Regions from separate parts of the Pan troglodytes genome. Here region 1 is linked to region 2. The links are chromatin contacts, called in public HiChIP or PLAC-seq maps. All regions are on one chromosome and are shown on one strand. Each heading gives the region's core, a stretch centred on a gene start, on an enhancer-like site or on the middle of the called end of the contact. The rest is flanking DNA. Distances are from core to core; before and after follow the strand shown.

Region 1 (2,700 bases), core at 171-2,670, 120 kb after region 2:
AGACCAAGACCAAGTCTTCCAGGAAGCCATCAAGCCAGCTGATTCCAGGCAAGCAGGTCCAAGTTATCAGATTCACCTGCGCAGAGCAAATGGCTAGGAAATGGCTTCCGGATCTCTTGAAGGGCCATGCAGTGAAGGTCCGTCACCAAGGGGACCATGCCCCACAAGAAGTTGCTCCCCGCCCCCACGCCTCATTTTGATCCAACATACACCCAAGTCCCAAAGTTTCTGCGGGCTAAGGCTGCCTCCTCCATTACTGCTGAACTCCCAGCACACAGCACACAGCCTAGCACTCAGAGTGTACTCAATAAATGTAGACTTCATACCTGCAGAGCCTAAGGCACTGCTTAGGGCTGCCTCAGGGTCAATCCAAACCTTTCACTTGCCAACTGCCATTCAATGAGTCCCTACTCTGCTCCAAGCTGAAAGAATTCCTAGGCGTTCCCTACAGTTCCTTCTAGTCGGGGTGGGGTCTGCCGCTGCACAGCTGACATAATTAATCACTTCCTTCCAAACCTTGAGTCCTGAAGGAAGCGTTTTCACTTACTCCCGGCCACACTGTACCGGCTCACCGCTCACTGGCTGGCATGCTGTCTCGTGGAGCCGCAAGTTACTTAACCTCTCTGTGCGCTTCCCCAGCCTTAGAGTGGGGATAAGCTGGGGTTTCTCTAGGCATCAGAAGAGAGAAAGCGCGAGAAGCATTCAGAACTGTGCGAGACATGATCAGTGTTCGCCGCTGTTATTTCTCTCATTTTATCCTCAGATTCGTCCTGGGGTGTCACCCCCGTCACCCCGAAAGGATCTGCGGCTGCCCCTCCCCAGCGCTTGCCTTGCTGGCCAGAGGGGCAAAGGGAACTGGTGGCCTCCCTCGGGTCAGCCTCACCCACCGCGCCGGAGGAAGGAGATCCAGGAGTGGGGTTCTTGTCCTCCGCCCCCCAAACCTCGTCACGACTGCAGCCGGCCCGGCGGGGGCCCCGCCGTCCGCCTCAGTCTGGACCTCTGTAAAATGGGGGTAACAGCGCCGACCTGGGGCGCCCGCCCCGGGGCTGAACGGCCGCCCAGAGCGACTCGGGACCTCACGTTACCAGCAGGCTGGCACGACTAGCAGGTTACGGCTCGCCAGGCCGCCGGGGCTGCGACTGACCTGGCGCCCTCGCCCAGCTCCCCGTGCGTGTTGTAATTCACTGTCATGACCTTCACGGAGTCCTTGAACACCACGTTCCCCTGGCTCAGATATTGCAGGGTGCGGCGGATGGGGAAGCGGCCCTTCATGGGCATGGCGGCAACGGCGGCGGGGCCGACCCCACGGGCCGCGAGCCGAGCAGCGACGAGAAAGGACTAGCTAGCACCCGCGCGGATCTCACGCGGCTTCTCCCCAGAGCCAGGTTCCACTTCCCGCGCAGACGCACAGGAGACGCTTCCCGGCGGGCAGCGCACGCCGCGGAGCACTCTGGGACTTGTAGGCGGCCTTCGACCCGGCGCGGCGAGAACCGGTGTGTGCATCTTCGCTTTAGGACGCCTTCCCCTTGGAAGGTTTAGGTTGTCGCGTCCTGTAAATTAGTCATTTCCCCATCCACCCACGGGAAAATATTTTTACATAGGCTAAAAGTCAGACATTGCAATAAGAAATAATCAGGAAAGCTCAGTTTGGATACCAAGTCAGCTGATAACGTCCTATTGAACCTATTGTCCATTTTTCTCCCCGAACATCTCCAGTTTTATCATGAAGAGTTCAAACTGCACTTTCTGACATTGACTTAAACTTCTTAGCAAAAGAAAAAAAGATGGTTTGGGATCAATTCCTTCCTAAATTCAGCCACTTAACTCAGGACCTCAATTTTTTCGTAAACAAACTATGGGTGAGATGTATTTCTAGGGCCAGGCGCGGTGGCTCCCGCCTGTAAACCCAGCCTTTGGGGAAGCCGAGGCGGAAGGATCGCTTGAGGTCAGGAATTCGAGACCAGCCTGCCCAACATGGCGAAACCCCGTCTCTACTGAAAATACAAAAATTAGCCTGGTGTGGTGGCAGCACCTGTGGTCCCAGCTGCTCAGAAGACTGAGGTGGGAGGATCGCTTGAACCCGGGAAGTTGCAGTGAGCCGAGATCGCGCCACTGCACTCCAGCCTGGGCGACAGAGCAAGACTCCGTCTCAAAAAAAAAAAAAAAAAAAAAAAAGATACATTTCTGAAGTACTCTTGATCTGAAAGTTATTTCTGCTTCTCTTTTGAAGAGTGATTTTGCCAGATTTAGAATTCTAGGTTAGTGTTTTTCCTTTCCCTCCCTCCCTTCTGGAGTGCAATGGTGCTATCTTGGCTCACCGCAACCTCCGCCTCCCAGGTTCAAGTGATTCTCCTGCCTCAGCCTCCCGAGTAGCCGGACTTACAGGCATGCGCCACTACACCCAGCTAATTTTGTATTGTCAGTAGAGACGGGGAATTCTCCATGTTGGTCAGGCTGGTATCAAACTCCTGACCTCAGATGATCCGCCCGTCTCAGCTTCCCAAAGTGCTGGGATTACAGGCGTGAGCCACTGCGCCTGGCCCTGGTGTTTTTCTTTCAACAATTTAAATACTTCCCTCCACTCTTTTTTTGCTTGCATGGTTTCTAACAAGTAATTAAATGCAATTACATTTATAGGTATGATGGCTTTTTCCTTTAGCTTCTTTCACAATTTTCTCTTGGTGTTTGGTTTACGGGGTT
Region 2 (2,700 bases), core at 79-2,578:
TCCCAATTTTGCAACGTCAGAAAAAGGAGGAAGGGGAAATAGGTGTGTTTAAAACATTTTTTACCAAATAGAAATATTGTAAGATTATGGAAAAAAAAATACTAAAAGTTGGAGTCATCCTGATAAAAACCCAAATGGATACTGTGTGGGGAAAAAAGTTAACCCATCCATTCTGGAGTCAATATTTATTCTTAATAAGCAAGAAAACTGAAGAAAAAAAATCAGTATAAGATCTACAGCCTGTAGCCTAAACACTTCAGGGCATTTAGGATAAATAAGCGCCTGCACCTTCCCAGGCAAGTCAAAACCACGACATAAAACAGAAAAATATGTAAGGAAAACCTACAGCCCAAGAGTTTAAGATCAAGACAGGCCATTTTCTTCAAATAAATTTAAGCAATGCTGCTAAAAGCTGCTTTACACATCCCTATTACCATGTACTACTTCCAAATCTCGAGAAGGAGGGGCATGGAATTACACAAGATCTGGATCGTATGTTTACTAAGAAACCAAAAATTATAGGTTCTGGGGGCGTTTCAACATTTCACCTGAGATGGCCAGAACGGGCGCATCTTTAGACCTTTAAAACCTAAATTAAAAACTATCAGTACCGAGGAAGGGCCGAAGAGCTCAATACCCACCCAATATAACCCCCACTTCCGACCTACAGACGCTCTGCTGAGCGGCTGGGCGAATCCGTCGCGCCAGTCAGGGCCCGGCTTCTTCCAACAACAGACACTTTGCGAGCCTTCCAGAAGCCTTGGCTAAGCGAGAAGGCAGGGTGGAGGCCGCCACTGCGAGGACGGTCCCCACCCAGCTGCGAGGAGCTCGCGGTTCCTCGGAGGGGCGGGCCTGCGTCCGGGTAACCGTGCGCGACGTCCACGAGTTTTTAGGACGACCAGCCCTTCAGCCTCTAAGCCCCGACGCCTGCGCCATTTAAGCCACATATCCGCCCGCCCGGCCGCGGCCAAGGCCGGCGGCAGCTACGTAGCCACCGCCGCCCGGGGCCCCACAGCCCACGGGCCGGATGGACCGAGCGCCGGCTGCGGCGTTCCGGTGCGCGCGCGCGCCTCAGCCAATCGCGTTCTCGCCCGCCCCCCGCGGCGGCGGCGAGGCTGGCGCTGGGAAGAGGAAGAAGAACATTCGCCCTCCTCCTACCAGCGCGCGGGCGGCGGCGGCGGCGGCACCGGGGTCACGAACTCTGACCTTTCACTGACAAAAACAATAACAAACCCCCCCTTCTCCGCGACCCCGGCGGCGCCCCCGGGCCCGTCCCTGCCACCCCGCTCCCACCTCGGCGTCTCGTCTCTCGCCCGCTGCCCCGCGAGCCCGCGGCCCCCGGGCTCCCGCCATCCGCCGACACCGGGAGCCCGGGCTCCCCGCGCCCTGCCCTCCGCGCCGGGGGCCGCCCGCCGCAGACACGGGACCCGCTTCGAGGCCGCTTTGGCGCCAAATCCTGAGGTAAAATTGAAAGAGGGTCGGGCGGGCTCGGGCCGGCGGCGGAGGGGGCGGGCCTGGCGCGCGGACATGGAGGCGCCGCGGCGGCAGCTGAACCCGACCCTTTTACCTTTGCCACGGGGTGGCGGCGGCGGCGCCCGGCGCTTTGCATAGTGGGCCGGGCCGCTCCCCTCCCCTCCCCGCCCGCGGCCGGGCGAAGCGAGCGGGTTCCCCCTGACCGGCCCGGCCGGCGCAAGGGTGGGGGCGGAGGGGGAATGGCCGCGGCCCCGCCTCATAGTTGGCCCTCCGCCAGCGCCGCCATTTTGTTCTCGACGGAGATGGCTCCGGCTGGGCGGGCTCCCTTCCTCCTTCTCCTCCTCCTCCTCCCGCCTGCAGTCCCTTCTTCCTTCTCTCCCGGGATTTTCACCCCTCCGCTTCTAGTCCGCCTTTGGCGGCCGTCGCAGCCCAACCGCCGTTTTTTCTGAAGGGGAGGGTAAAAGAAAAGGAGGAAGGCGGGTGCGAGGCGCGACCTCGTGAGCGACGGATGGGCTGGCTAATTGGCGCCCAGATAGGAGGGCCGGGGCCTATGGCACCGCCCCCCTAAGCTTTGCTGATTGGCTGAGGCGGAAGAGGGTGGTCCTTATGGGGCGCGGGAGCCCTGGCGGGGCGGGAGTAGAGGCCGGGGCGAAGAGTGGGGCTGGGTCGGCGGGGGCGGGGCGCGAGGGGCGCGGCCGGGTGGAGAGGCCGGCGCCTGGTCTTGGGTCAGCAGGTGGGCTGCTTCCCTCCGCCGGGAACGCGTCTCGAATGAGTACTGAGGAACAATAGTAATAAAGGTGATGAAGCATTTCGAGTCCACGATGCGCTCTCGTGGGAAGAGGTTTTCGGAACCAGGACCCTTTTCAGGGCTCCTGCTCGTTATTTCGCAGCGGCCTTGGCGAATCCCCTAATGAGGCTCAATTTTATCGACTGTAAATGGGGGGCATGCGCATTCTTGCCAGGCCGGACCTCCCTTCTGAGCATTGTTTGTGGGGCTCTACTCAGAAAATGGAGTCAACGCTACTTTGCGAGCTTCAGAGTCACTTGAAAATGGTGTTATTGTTAAAAATGGGATTACAGCCACCAGGAGAGGCAAGCGTTAAGGGTATTTGGGGTTTGAGAGAGCACAATTCGGGAGTGATTCTCTTCTCATTCGTTCGCTGAATACATGTTGACTTAGTGTTTTAGGCACTGGGGACACATCTGGAGAACCAGCTGTACAAGACC

The links. HiChIP or PLAC-seq counts read pairs in DNA pulled down with a chosen protein or histone mark.
Region 1: an H3K4me3 HiChIP or PLAC-seq map of stem cell-derived excitatory neurons shows a contact between it and region 2, with 3 times the contacts expected there. The contact joins the promoter of MRPS25 here to the promoter of NR2C2 in region 2. A contact is called at or near these places in 1 of 7 Hi-C or Micro-C datasets (stem cell-derived neural progenitor cells) and 1 of 1 datasets of contacts at active chromatin or transcription factors (stem cell-derived excitatory neurons).

What each region holds. Positions count from the first base shown.
Region 1 is chr2:19,067,272-19,069,971 of NHGRI_mPanTro3-v2.0_pri, forward strand. It overlaps MRPS25 (mitochondrial ribosomal protein S25), which reads right to left and starts at 1,421. Exons shown (of 4, transcript NM_001251923.2): 1 at 1,145-1,421. The coding sequence starts at 1,278.
Region 2 is chr2:18,946,726-18,949,425 of NHGRI_mPanTro3-v2.0_pri, forward strand. It overlaps NR2C2 (nuclear receptor subfamily 2 group C member 2), which reads left to right and starts at 1,329. Exons shown (of 16, transcript XR_008547215.2): 1 at 1,329-1,461. LOC100613308 (myosin heavy chain IB-like) reads right to left here and starts at 1,561. Exons shown (of 2, transcript XM_063805454.1): 1 at 642-1,561. The coding sequence starts at 1,529. The coding sequence ends at 1,155.